2 separate regions of the Zea mays genome follow, and region 2 is linked to region 1. A link is a contact called in public Hi-C data. All regions are on one chromosome and are shown on one strand. The core of a region is the stretch at or near the end of the contact, and the rest is flanking DNA. Distances in the headings are between cores, read along the strand shown.

What was found. A called contact is a pair of places that touch in the nucleus more often than the background predicts.
Region 2: a Hi-C map of leaf shows a contact between it and region 1, with 8 times the contacts expected there. The contact joins the promoter of LOC103639191 here to the promoter of LOC100279789 in region 1. A contact is called at or near these places in 3 of 25 Hi-C or Micro-C datasets (ear, leaf and tassel).

What each region holds. Positions count from the first base shown.
Region 1 is chr9:139,160,388-139,167,879 of Zm-B73-REFERENCE-NAM-5.0, reverse strand. It overlaps LOC100279789, which reads left to right and starts at 2,734. Exons shown (of 2, transcript NM_001152747.2): 1 at 2,734-2,865; 2 at 4,197-6,463. The coding sequence starts at 4,292. The coding sequence ends at 6,220.
Region 2 is chr9:139,484,571-139,492,062 of Zm-B73-REFERENCE-NAM-5.0, reverse strand. LOC103639191 (probable inactive receptor kinase) reads right to left here and starts at 2,951. Exons shown (of 3, transcript NM_001364724.1): 1 at 1,483-2,951; 2 at 1-335. The coding sequence starts at 2,401. LOC100304416 (a long non-coding RNA gene) reads left to right here. Exons shown (of 2, transcript NR_157290.1): 2 at 1-508.

The DNA.
Region 1 (7,492 bases), core at 1,485-3,984:
ACAGCTTTCAAGTATGTTTTGATGAGTGATGAACTTTACCGCCGAACAGTCAATGATATCCTGCTTAAGTGCTTGGGCCCAGATGATGCTATATTAGCCATGGCCGAAGTACATGAAGGAATTTGTGGTACTCATCAATCAGCTCCAAAGATGAAGTGGTTGTTGCGAAGGTCTGGTTTTTATTGGCCTAGTATGATAGCTGATTGTTTCAAGTACTACAAGGGTTGCCAAGTGTGTCAAAAATTCGGCGACCTACAGTTAGTCCCTGCAGCCGAATTACATCCTATCATCAAGCCTTGGCCGTTCAGAGGATGGGGATTAGACTTTATTGGAGAAATTCATCCTTCATCATCAAAGGGGCATCGGTTTGTGTTAGTTGCCACTGACTACTTCACCAAATGGACTGAAGCCGTTGCTCTAAAGAACATGACACACAAGGAGGTAATTGAGTTTATAACTGAGCATATTATTCATAGATTCGGCATTCCTCAGACCTTAACTACAGACCAAGGTACTTCTTTTATGTCAAAGGAGGTACGTGAATTTACTGAATTATACAGAATTAAGCTGCTTAATTCATCTCCATATTATGCTTAGACCAATGGACAGGCCGAGTCTAGTAATAGGACATTGATTAATTTGATAAAAAAGAAGATATCTGATAATCCTAAACATTGGCATAAGATTTTGTCTGAAGCTTTATGGGCTCATAGGATATCTAAACATAGGGCTACTCAAGTGTCTCCTTTTGAGCTTGTCTATGGGCAGGAAGCAGTGTTGCCTGTGGAAATAAGTTTGAATGCTGTCAGGTTCGCCAGACAAAATGATTTAAATGCTACTGATTATTATAATTCAATGATGGATAATATTGATGAGCTGACCGACAAAAGGATGATAGCTTTGGGAGCAATAGAAAAGGACAAAATCATGGTAGCCAGGGCCTACAACAAGAAGGTCAAAGCAAAATCATTTCAAGTAGGGGACCTGGTGTGGAAGACTATTCTGCCTCTAAGGAATAAAGACCGGAAGTTCGGGAAATGGTCGCCAAGCTGGGAGGGTCCTTATAAAGTAAAACAAGTGATGTCTGGCAACGCCTATTTGCTACAAACATTACACGGCAAGGATTTGCCTAAGGCTTTGAATGGGCGTTTTCTCAAACAGTACCATCCTAGTATGTGGCAAGATGGCTAAGAGAACCGATGTAATCTCATCGAGTTATTTACTTTTGGTTTGCTCAGCTCCACCAAAAGGCAGGGGGGCATATGTTGAGCACCAAAATGAGGTGCGGACGGTCCGCGCCTGTGGGCCGGACGGTCCGCGCACGCGCAGAGTAGATTAGGGTTCCGAGTTTTGTGCTATGTTTGTTAGCTATATCCGCGGAATTAGCTCGGAATCCGGTCGTGTAAAGGGTCCAGCCCCCCTCCTCTATAAAAAGAGAGGCCTACGACCGATTTGTAATCAACAATCGAATCAATACAACTTCTATTCGCATTTTATCCTAGGAGTAGTTCTAGTCTTGTTTAGGTTTAGCCTCTCAATCCCCAAATTCTCCGCCTCTCCTCGACTCTACGTCGATTAGAGGAGTCTAGGTCGGTCTGCCCGAGCCTAGACAACCCCTAGGATCTCTCCTCCCCGACGGGGTCCCTCCCGGGAGCGAGATCCAGGCGCCGCCGACGATCTTCCGCCGCCCCTGCGCACGCGCGGACCGTCCGGCCCCAGGGCGCGGACCGTCCGGCCGTCAGGCAGGAAACCTTAGCCCCTGCGCCAGGTCGCGGACCGTCCGGCCCCAGGTCGCGGACCGTCCGCGCCTGACCAGAGAGCACCGCCGCCGGTTCTTCTTGAGTATTTGGCGCTCCGAAAAAGCGTCAACAACCACTTTATTATGTATTTATGAAAAATATAATTGTTGTCTTTCCAGCTAAATTTTATCGTTTTCGAATAATTGACGATCTAGATCCCGTATTCCCTTTTCGTCCAGTCAAAAAAAATATGAAAACAAAATTAATTTAGATGTTTTTTTATTGTTTTCGACGATTTTTGTCCCTGCGGCTTTCAAACCCGTGGCCTCACTAGTAGCACCCACTCCTCGGACCCCGCCACACCAGGAGAGGCGCCACTGACCGCCGATCGGACCCCACTTGTCACAGGCAGACGCCACCAGCCAAAGCGTTTTCACTCCGTGGCGCGGGTGGCGGTAAAAAAGCGCCATGACGCGGGTGATTACGGTACGGACCAGCAAGACTTTTTTTAACTACCGTGCCGCATCGCAGTGGCAGCTTGTGAGTGGAGGCGGGGATCATTAGTTTAAGAGGGGAGGTTATAAAGGCCGCGCTGTCGCTGTTGAGGGCCGAGCAGCAGACCACGACCAGCACGCCCACTTGCCTGCGATTACTTTGCGCCAGAGGGCAGAAGCCTTGGCCCTGCCATAGCTGTTCTTAGAGCATCTCCAACAATGCCTCAAACTAATGCCTCAAATCGAAATATAGAGCTCTACACAGGAAAAACCACTCCAACAGTGCCTTAATTCAACAATTTTTGTCAAAAAACTATAGGGCACTCTCTCAAGTGCCTCAAATATACTACACCGTAGTGGGCTGCCCTATAATCTAGATTTGGGGCTTTACTGTTGGAGTAGGGTGTTTTTTTGGTGCCCTAAATTCTATAAAATTTACTTATTTTTAAATTATAAGGCATTTTTATAGGTCACGTTGTTGGAGATGCTCTTATCCCCCCTTCCTCTTTTCTTTCTCCTCCCTCTTGCGGCTTCTCTCTGGACTCGCCCCTCCCTCCTCTCGTCTCCCAGGTCATGGCAAAGCTGGAGCACCCGTGAAAATAGCAAGTGGGAGATAAACAGGAAGAGCTAGGGTGAGTTCTTCCTACCTTCCTGGACCTTCTATGCTTCCCAGTTCTTGTGTGGCTGGTCCTTCTTTTCTTCGCCGATCTTCTTCTCTTGCTCCTTTCGGTGATATCTGTTTGTGCTGCTGCAGGGTGGCCGGATGATTATCTGATAGATTAAGTAGAGTAATAAATTTTCAGGAGATCTTTTCTCTCTCTAGATTTCTTTTCTTAGGATCCTGTACCTTCTTTGCAGTGGCCAATTCCCGTTTGAGTTCTTTTCTGATCCTCCCTTTCCCTTGCTGATGTCTTGTCCTTCTGCGTAATAGCTGCGGCTAAATCCATGGCGGTGTTCCGAGGTTGATGCCTTGGATGATGTAGCAGCTCCCATCCAAAAACCTGAGTTTCTTGCATCTCTTTTCTGTTATGTTTCTTCTAAGCTTCGTTTGGATCTCGATACTTCTAGTCAAAGACTGAGCTCGTTCTAGGAAGTGTGTAGCAGTCGGGTATGATTTGTTCCTGCATAATCTTTGGAGGTGCAAGTTTTTATCAGTTTTCTTTAGGATTGATATGCGTTTTCGTCCCTTGTTTTTTCCCCTATCACAGATGACCTTGATTCCCGTTGTCAAGCACATGGGCACATGTTCTTGTTACCAACTGTCCATTCGTGCTTGGTTGGGTAAAACAAATAGATCCACAAAAAAAATATTTCTTTTCGAAAAGCTTCCCTTACCTGCCTTTTGATCTTTTTTTAATCTTTCCTCCTTGTGATCAATCAGAGCTTACGTTCATACGTTTGCACATGCTTTCGTAAAAAAAGGGCAAAATATGCAACTTTACATGCTTGTTCCAATGAACCGGCATATGAGAAGTATTTGTAGTTATTTGGTGGAACTATTTATGTGCATATGTTTTCATGCTTGAATTCCTTGTTCCACAATTTCTCTTTCCATGTTGTGTAAAATGTTCCTTTATGCCGAAACAATAAGGACTATGCTTTATTTGTTCCCTCTGAATTGTAAAAGTATCAATCTCAGAAGAAGGATTGTGGGGGAAGGGTCCATGTATAGTTTGATCAGATCATGGCCCTGTTCTGTTTCACCAAACACATGCTAGGCTGCCTTTTTCTGCAACATGATTGTCTCCTATAGATGTGTAGAGCTATGATGCCAAGGCAAAAAGCCCTTGCAAACCGTGTAATCGCCAAATTAAGATGCCACAATAAGCTTCACTCGGTCATCTTAATTACTTTTTTTTTACTATAACACGCAATCGTGTTGCATATGTTTTTCTTTGCACTTAATTACTGACAGTAAAACACAGCAGCTGACGTGTTCATCTTCCTCGTTGCTTCCGCGCAGGTGAATACTAACTACAAGTAGCAGTAGAAGGAAGAGAGTCAGTCTGCCCGTGACTGCGAGTGAATTTGTTGGGTGTGGTGTTTGTTGAGATCACGATGATGGGAGGCGGGCTGTTGGTGGATCAGAGCGTGGTGTTCCCTGGCGTCCACAACTTCGTGGATCTCCTGCAGCAGAACGGCGACAAGAACCTGGGCTTCGGGTCTCTGATGCCGCAGACGTCCTCTGGCGACCAGTGCGTGATGGGGGAGGGCGATCTCGTGGACCCGCCTCCGGATAGCTTCCCGGACGCCGGGGAGGACGACAGCGACGATGACGTCGAGGACATCGAGGAGCTGGAGCGCCGCATGTGGCGCGACCGTATGAAGCTGAAGCGGCTCAGGGAACTGCAGCAGACCCGCGGCAAGGACTCGTTGGCTAGCGGTGCGGGACTGGCTGATGGCTCGTCCAAGCCAAGGCAGTCGCAGGAGCAGGCCCGGCGCAAGAAGATGTCGCGCGCGCAGGACGGCATCCTCAAGTACATGCTCAAGATGATGGAGGTGTGCCGCGCGCAGGGGTTTGTGTATGGGATCATTCCGGAGAAGGGCAAGCCAGTGAGTGGTGCCTCCGACAACCTCCGTGCGTGGTGGAAGGAGAAGGTCCGCTTCGACCGCAACGGACCGGCCGCCATTGCCAAGTACCAGGCCGACAACGCCGTCCCTGGCGCCGAGAACGAGCTCGCCTCGGGCGCTGCCAGCCCCCATTCCTTGCAGGAGCTGCAGGACACTACGCTGGGCTCACTGCTCTCAGCGCTTATGCAGCACTGCGAGCCCCCACAGCGGCGCTACCCGCTCGAGAAGGGCGTTCCTCCACCGTGGTGGCCTACCGGCGACGAGGAGTGGTGGCCGGAACTCGGCATTCCCAAGGACCAGGGCCCACCCCCGTACAAGAAGCCTCATGACCTTAAGAAGGCCTGGAAGGTGAGCGTGCTCACCGCTGTCATCAAGCACATGTCACCGGACATAGAGAAGATCCGTCGCCTGGTTCGCCAGTCCAAGTGCCTCCAGGACAAGATGACTGCCAAGGAGATCTCAACCTGGCTGGCGGTCGTCAAGCAGGAAGAGGAGCTGTACCAGAAGCTGAACCCGGGCGCACGCCCACCGGCGTCTACTGGTGGCATCGCAAGTGCCATATCCTTCAACACCAGCTCGAGCGAGTATGATGTGGACATCATCGATGAGTGCAAGGGGGACGAGGCCGGTAACCAGAGGACGGCAGTCACTGACCCAACCGCGTTCAACCTTGGTGCCGCTATCCTAAGCGACAAGTTCCTCGTGCCGACGCCGATGAAGGAGGAGACCGCCGACGTGGAGTTCATCCAGAAGAGGAACGCCCCCGCTGCAGCCGAGCCAGAGCTGATGCTAAACAACCGATTGTACACCTGCAACAACGTCCAGTGCCCGCGCAGTGACTACAGCTACGGATTCCTGGACCGGAATGCCCGCAACAGCCACCAGTACACCTGCAAGCACAAGGATCCAACCCCTCAGAGCACCGAGAACAAGCCGCCGTCAGCACCGCCACAGCCACAAGCCTTCCAGCCGGCCTTCAGCCAACCCAACCAGGCACTGAACAGTCTGGATTTCAGCCTGCCCATGGACGGGCAGAGGTCCATCGCCGAGCTGATGAACATGTACGACAACAACTTCGTGCCGAACAAGAACCCGAGCAGCGACAGCGTCGCCGTCATGGAGAGGCCAAACGCGATGCCCCAGCAGAGGATCCAGATGGACGAGGGTTTCTTCGTACAGGGCAACGGAGCCTTCGACGACGTCAACAACAGCATGATGCAGCAGCAGCAGCAGCAGGCGCCAGTGCAGCAGCAGCAGCAGTTCTTCATCCGCGACGACACGCCATTCGTGAGCCAGATGGGCGACATCGCCGCCAGCGCGCCGGAGTTCAGGTTCGGTCCTGGTTTCAACATGTCTAGCGGCGTCGACTACCCAGGCGCGGCACAGAGGAACGACGGGACCAATTGGTTCTACTGAAGAATAAATAAACCTGTAGGGCTGAGAAAAGAGAGGGAGAGAGAGAGAGAGAGAGAAAAGCGTCGTTATAAGCTTTGGGTCTCTCCATGGTGCTCCTGCTCCATGGTTCTCCTAAGTTGTCGAGTGTCGAGTCTATAGGGTCTTGGTCGTATAGGTTTCTGCAGTAGCTGCAAGGCGGCTGGAACTTGGAAACTGGTTTATACTTGTACTCCCTACCGGAATTTGGCTCTTTGCTGAGTGCCATATTCTTTACCGAGTGTTTTATTTCGGGCACTCGGCAAAGATCTCTTTGTCGAGTGTCACACAAAAAAGACCTCTTTGCCGAGTGTCACACAAAAAACCCTCGGTAAAAGAAAACACTCGGCGAAGAAGCTCTTTGCCGAGTGTTTTATTTTTGACATTCGGCAAAGAGTTTCTTTGCCGAGTGTCTTTTTTTGACACTCGGCAAAGGGCTCTTTGCCGAGTGTCACAAATACAACACTCGGCAAAGAGCTCTTTGCCGAGTGTTTTTTCTCCAACACTAGGCAAAGACAATTTAAAAATCACATTTTAAAGTATTAAATTAATTCAAATGAAAAAGTTTTCAACTACAAATTTGTATAACTCATCATGATGTACAATTTATATATTGAACATTTATTCATATGACAAAATAAAAATAAATTTGTTCATAAAACCTATATCTCTCTCGTAGTTTATGTAACTACGAGAGAGACGTATAGAATTTGTGCATATTGTTAGAACCATCATCTGAGATAAACAAATTACCAAACAACCAAAATAAACTTTGTAGATCTTGAGAAGTTATAGAAGTTTATAGTTGACAACTTTTTCATTTGAAGTCATATTGTCAACGAAAACTATGTCTGAATTTTAAAAATTTAAAATTTGAATTTTGAAAACGACTTCGAAAGGAAAAACCACCAACATGAAAGTTGTAGGTATTGAAGAGTTATGAAACTTTGTAGTTAACAATGTTTTAGTTTGAAATCATCTTGTTATGCAAAACTATGTTTGAATTTTGAAATTTGAATAGTACATGAGGAATGAAAACGTAGTATAAACATAATTGGTGTAGTAGTGTAGTGGTATAGGAGGGTATGCGCGAGAGAGAGGTTGCGAGTTCGAATCTCACCATTTACAAAACATATAAGTTTGATTCAAAATAATAGTAAAAAATGATAGGGCAACAGATAAGGTAATAAGGTAGGGTTGGATAGTTGTTCCTAGAATTTAAAAAATGTTTTACTGTTTTTTTCTTAATTTTTTCGA
Region 2 (7,492 bases), core at 1,702-4,201, 320 kb before region 1:
ATTAATACTGAGGTCAATGAAAATCAGCTCTGGATAGGTTCCAAGGACAATTGGCAGTTCTCCTGATAGCAAGTTGTTGGAAATCCTCAAAGATGTCAGCCTTAAAAACTGGGTTGTCTCATTTGGCCAACTTCCTGTTAATCTGTTTGAGCTCAAATCAACCATCTGGAGATAATTTCCCCATGTTCGGGCAACTGATAAGTTCCCATACAGCATGTTTCCACTCAAATCAACTACTGAACAGCTTCCAAATGTGATCGGTAAAGTTCCCTGAAGATTATTGTGTGACAGGTTCAAGTACTTCAAGTTTGTTGATGTCACACGTCTAATTGGACCTGTGTAAGAAAAAAGGGGACACAGTAAAAAGAAGCAATCAGCATTATTATTATTAAATGGTACACATTGTATAAATGATTAAATAGCACACATGCCTGTGCCAAATTAGGCAAGAAATGTTTTACTGATCTAAATTAATTCTCATTCAAATGAAAAAAGTTTACGGATCTTGCAAACTGTCTTATTGAAACTTCCAATCAACATCTCCAAAAAATGCAATCAACAAGGTACCACACAGGGGAATTTTTGTCGAGAACCTAAATTTCCTATTGCCATTTTCCTAATTCATTTATTATGCTATAGCTGGGAATGACTAAACTTGATCAGCAAATATATTCTTAGAAGGGCAGGCCTGTTACAGCGGTGAGAGCTATCTCGGTGAGTCACCACATCACAGTTCAAAGCAACCTCTCTGTACCTGCGGAGGGAAGCCTTTGCCTCGGTTTATCTCTTTGCCGGACCCCACTCACATGGGAGCCTCCGGCACTAGGCCTGTATTTTTTCACTGTCATTGATCTAAGTAATAGTAGTATAAAATATGACAACTAGCTCAGAAACATAGCTTTAGCTGTGCACATTGGATGACTCAAAATTGAACAATCAGTAACAGAAAATGTATCTTCGGATATAATCGCAATTAGTATACCAGTAGCTGGTAAATTAGAGGTAGAAACTTTTGCGGTGACTTCAGAAGAAGGAAATTAGCAATTTTGCTTCATGCATAATAGGTAATCCACATTTCTTGTATGCTTTAAAATTGCATGTATTGTTTACTAAAAAAAGAGAAAGGTATACCACAAATGTGAAAAAGAAGATGGTGCCAGGTCAATGATTTAATAACGTCAATCTTTTACACGTGGTGAGAGCAAGCCTCGTGCAATGATGAGAGATGTCTCAATATATCACTAGATCGCGGATTCGAAGCAGCCTCTCCGTATTTACAGAGAAAAACTTGCCTCGGTTTATCCCTTTTCGAGACCCATGCGGGAGCCTCCGGCACTGGCCTGCCCAATCTTTTACATGTATCTCATTATAATATGCTAGTTTAAGCATTAGGAAAATGTTATGGGCAAAGAAACATGCGTAAGAGCGAGCTGAATGCAATGTTTAAGATAAGCATGAGGCTGAGTAGGAAAATTTTCTGACCTGTAAGTTGGTTGCAACTAAGGTCAAGTTCAGTCAGCACCATAGACGTCTCCCTAAAGAATGCTTCTGGGATGGAGCCAGAAAAATTATTGTTCTGCAGGCGCAGCACCTTGAGGGAGATGACAAAATTAAACTGCGGGATGTTGCCACTGAGCATATTAAAACTCGCATCAAAAATCTCAAGGCTGTCGAACAAAGGCATCGGAACACTGTCAAACAATGTCCCTGACAGCACATTGTGGCTAACATTCAAGTACTGAAGCGTGCTAACCACAGATGAGTTGTCAGAGATCGATGCCAAGGACCCCGAGAACTGGTTGCAGCTTAAATCAACATGGACTGGGCTCTGCAGCTGCGCGAATACGTCGTCCAATTTGCCAGTGAAGCCATTGTCATGAAGGTCCAAGTACTTCAATTTCCTCAAGTTCCGGAAACCCAACGGCAATGCGCCACGAAAACCATTGGAAGAGAGATTGAGATAGCCCAAACCTGCCAGCTTAGTCAACTCAGACGGAATTGAACCGGAGAACCTGTTGTTGGACAGATCCAGCAACTGCAACGACGCCATCGACCCCAGCTCACCCGGCAAGAACCCTTCTAGCTTGTTGTCTGACAGGGACAAGTTCCGGAGCACCGGCATCCTCGCTAGCACCGACAAGCTAGCATTTCCAACGAGACCAATGCCGTCGAACGCAATGGAAAGAATCTGCCCGCCGATGCACTGCACGCCGTGCCAATCAACGGGGCAGTCGTCGGAGTCCAGCGCGCTGGTGGGGTTCCAGGGAATGGCCTGGCGGCGGGACGGGTCTTGCCGGATGCCTCGGGAGAACTCCAGCAGTGCCTCCATGTCTGAACCAGCCCCCGCCGAGGCAGCGGAGCACACGGCCCAGATCGAGAGCCACAACAAGATGAGCCGCATCGCAAGATCCTGCTGTGCAGCCAGGCAATTGAAGCAATGCTCATGCAAATGGGATGGATTTTTCGAGATACGGAGCTTAAGATGAAAAAGGCAGTAGGGTAGGGTTTAAGCTCCCTTGGAACCGAGAAAGGGGATTAAGGATGAAAGGTTTGAGGATTTTTTCAGTATGAAAAGCAGAGAAATCAGGAAGGACGGGGCCAAGAACCGAGACACGAAGAAATGGACACCGCCGCAGTGTGAGCAGTGGCCTGCTCCAATTTTGTCATCCAAGAACCATAGTGCTGGTTGCTTCGTCCAAGCGAGCTAGGATTACTGACCAACAACGCGACGAGATGGCCTTGACGGATCTCCACCCCGACTAGACCCGAGAGAAAAGCGTTAGCCGTCGGGTGGAGGATTTGGCGGCGGCGATGCGTCACAGCTTCCCTGTGCTGGAGCGAATGCGCTCCACGGAGCAAGAGGGGAATGCAGGCTGCTCCATTTGGGAGTACGATGAGCAGCAGCGGCAATGGCGCGCGTGTGTGTGGAGACTGGAGGGAGTGGCCGAGTGGTTGAGGGCTGAGGCCGTGATGGATGGGTGTAGTCGGACTATACCGCACCAGTGCGACTGTGCGAGCCAGCAAGTAGCGGCCTAGCATGGGAAACGGGAAACGGAACGGATTCACTCATTCACATCAAACCGAATCCAGATGTCATTTGTTTATTATATTTTTAATTCGAATATAAATAAGAAAGTGAATATACATGTTTTTAAATATTAGTACAAAACGAATATTTTGGATTTAATTCAGATATTAAGTCAATTTATAAAGCATATATTGTTAAATAAATAAAGTACTAACGTTATTTACAACAATAAATATATTATATGTAAACTAACTAAAAGTAATAATATTCATCTAATCTTCATGTATCATTAATAATTTTAAATTTAAATTAATATCGAAATTTACCTATATATGTGCTATTAGGCTATCTCCATAGGATCCACGATCACATCCCCTATTTCTTTTTTTTTCTTTTTTTGAAAGGGAAGGATTTTTATTCATTCAAGAACAGTACATCGAGATGATACGAGCCCTTGAAAGTCACTTTCGGCCTGTGCCCATAAGAGCACACAGCCCAACGAAATCTAAAAACACACACTAGTGGCTATCACTCCGAAGACTAGACCGCCAATCATGCTCCTGGGAAAAAAACTCCTTGGCCACTTGAGTCAAATGTTGTGTTGGGGGCCTTCGGCTTCCGAAGGTCCTCAAAAACGTGATTTAACAATGTTTCTGGAATATAATACATGAGCAGGTACCTTCGGACACGAACCCTCCGGACAAGTCAAAATTGTTGTATGAAGAAACGCAAAGAGAACGAAGGATGGAACAGAGCCGAAGCTGTGCGCAAGGAAGCTTCGGCATGATGGCAGAAAAGAGGAAACTGAAAGTCGCCTAGAGGGGGGTGAATAGGGCGAATCTGAAATTTACAAACTTAATCACAACTACAAGTCGGGTTAGCGTTAGAAGTATAAACGAGTCCGAGAGAGGGCGTGAAAACAAATCGCAAGCGAATAAAGAGTGAGACACGAGGATTTGTTTTACCGAGGTTCGGTTCTTGCAAACCTACTCCCCGTTGAGGTGGTCACAAAGACCGGGTCTCTTTCAACCCTTTTCCCTCTCTCAAACGGACACTTAGACCGAGTGAGCTTCTCTTCTCAATCAATCGGAACACAAAGTTCCCGCAAGGACCACCACACAATTGGTGTCTCTTGCCTCAATTACAAATGAGATGATCGCAAGAAAGAATGAGAGAAAGAAGCAATCCAAGCGCAATAGCTCAAAAGAACACAACAAATCTCTCTCTCTAATCACTAGAGCTTTGTGGAGTTGGGAGAGGATTTGATCTATTTGGTTGTGTCTAAAATTGAATGCTAGAGCTCTTGTAAGTAGTTGGAAGGTGGAAAACTTGGATGACTTGAATGTGGGGATGGTTGGGGTATTTATAGCCCCAACCACCAAACTTGACCGTTGGTGAAGGCTGAAGTCGACGGGCGCACCGGACAGTCCGGTGCACCACCGAACACTGTCTGGTGCGCCAGCCACGTCACCAGGCCGTTGGGTTCCGACCGTTGGAGCTCTGACTTGTGGGCCCGCCTGGCTGTCCGGTGGTGCACCGGACAGGCCCTGTAGGCTGTCCGGTGTGCCACCCGCGCGTGCTCTGCTCCTCTGCGCGCACAGGCGCGCATTTAATGCGTTGCAGTCGACCGTTGCGCGCGAAGTAGTTGTTGCTCCGTTGTCACACCGGACAGTCCGGTGACTCATCGGACAGTCCGGTGAATTATAGCGGAGCGGATTCCCGAAGCTGGCGAGTTCCGAGTTGCTCTCCCTTGGGACACCGGACAGTCCGGTGAATTATAGCGGAGCGCCTCTGTCACACCCGGGTTTTAGGGGTCCAAAGTCCGGGCGCGAACATAATCACCAGGTGTGCTGGGACCAAGTCTCACACATATGATGAATCATGGCACAGGATCGAATGTCACATCTTTACTATATAATCGGAGTTCTATACAAAATAAATAAATAATTACATTAAAAGGAGACAACGGTCCAGCAACCCAAAGTTGACTGGGAGACGACGGTCTAGACCACTCACGAACTCATCACAGCATCCTCCAAGCGCCTCATCCTGCGGTACCTGTTCTTGACCTGTGGGGGTGTGAGACAGCAAGAGTGAGCTCACATACGTTCATCGCTCAACAAGTTGTGGGGAATCATGTGCATGAACTCGCCAAAGGTGGGAGCTCACGTGAAGTGTAAGGCTTACCAAAGAGGATGGTTAGAGCTGAGCATTGCTTTTAAAGTTGGTCAAAACTTTATTAGCAGTTACTAAGTATAAGTAAATACCAACCCAATTAAGTAGTAGAACAAAAGTAACAACATCACCTGCGATGCAATGCATATGACAAATTGAATTTAAGTTCCATAAATTAATCATGTGAGGGTCCGAGCTGCTCATGACCGTGAGCACGGCTAGTATACCAGTTTTACACTCTGCAGAGGTTGCGCATCTTTACCCACAAGTCATATTACCCATCTGCCCAGGGATCGCGACTTCCCATACACCTCTACCGAGGAGGCGAGGCAGGATAACACTATGAGGCCTTTACAAAGTTCCACTAGCTTCATAAAACCCGCTACAGTTTATAGTAAGCTCCAATGCAGGGTTCTTGCCTGACCGCCATCGCAGCAAAATCAACCAAGGACCTCCCTACACTGACCACTCCCCTACTGCCCTTGCCCCTTTCGGGTAAGGTAGTCCTCCACTAGCTTTCCTAATTAATCAGCCAAGGGCGTCCATAAACCCTTGTGGTAGCACTGTTTTCCCGGGTGGTCGCTCCATGTTCCAATTAACATAATGATCTTATCATGAACAGTGATAATAAACAGATAATAAAAGTGTGATCATGAATAATGTATCTTCATACCCAAAACCACATAAAGCACTAGCAAGTACTACCCAAAAAGTTTAGTGGTAAACAAGGTATAAAGATAATCAAACTAGGGTAACCTATTGGGTCCCATCAAAATTAACCTATGCAGATCATTATGATTAATCAGAACATGAGTAGGTAAAAAGAAGTGATCAAGGGCACAACTTGCCTGGGACTTGAGATTCCAGGTACCAACTTGCTCTTCAGATGACACGTGTCCTCACGCTAGTCGTAGCATTACAAACAAACAGTGTATAGGCAAAATTAACATTACACCAAACATAAGGATAAATTGTGTAATAATAATTTATGTGTTGCTACGAGATCGTGGGTTCGAGAACCGATAAATTCGGAGTTATGGTTAAGGGGTTAGGATTTTTGGAAGAATTATGTGATTAAGTAATTAAAACTAGGTCTTGTTTTGGTTTTATAAATATATTCTAAAGAAATAATTAATTCAACTTTAGTTATGACTTGGGTAGAGATCATATTTAACCAGATTATAACTATGAACATGTTAGCTTTTGATTAGAAGAGCTAATCTAGTAGACATGTGATAAATAAATATCTAACTATAAAATTATGGTTTAATTAATGTTGTTACTGCGTAGCAAATGTTTATAAGAAACTAACGCAACTAAAACGAGTCAATTCAGAATTAAAACAAAGAAGTTGTGAATTTTCTAGGAATTATTCAAGTTCCTGCCATTAATTTCACACTAAAAATTAGTTTCTAATTGAATTTATGTGTTTTATGCCCAGCCCGGCCGCGCGCACAAATAAAATAAATCCCAGGGACTCCCATGTGAAAACCCCGAGACTCAGAGTTAACTACGATGGACGGTGGGTTGATTTATGGAAAGTGTAAGGGCTCTTTTACAAAAGTGAACGGTTGAAGGGGTATGGAGTAACCAGAGCCGTGGGATTAGATCCGATGAACCAGATTTAATGAAACGCGATTCTCACACAGCCCCACGATCAATGATCTACGGCGCTGATCTACCCGGCCGAATCGTTATGCGGTGCATCATCTCCACCGCCCATTGTGGGATTGAGGGCTATAAACCTATCTTCAATCTCATGTCGCCATCTGGCATGGTGACACTAGCCACAACATGGCCACCGGCCACCATGGTGTCAGGCGCGCCCTGAGCGCTGGACCCACAGCTGAGGTACCCAAACAGAACAAAAGCAGATGGGGAGACACTCACCGGCAAGCGGGCGACGACCCTAACCCCAGCCTGTAGCAGTTTGGTCGTAACCACAAGACTCCGGAGGGATCTCACTGCCATGGCACCGATACACCTCGACAAGCTCCGATGTACCACACTGAATATTGGCAAGACTCGCCAAGATCCTGCGCAAACTGGTGGTCAGACGAGTAGATAGGGGCACAGAGGTAGAAGTGCCAGGGCGCTAGGGTCCCTGTGCGAGAACCCATGGCGCCCATGAGGTCCCGGCGACCAACCGGTGATAGACGACCTCAGTACATAGCAAGTCCCGACGGCGCGATGCCAAGCTTTTATGGGGGGAGGGGCGAGTCCACGCCACAGATATCGGTAAGAGGTTGGCGTAGAATCACGGGGGTTTGGTGAAGTTTTTGCGTGGTT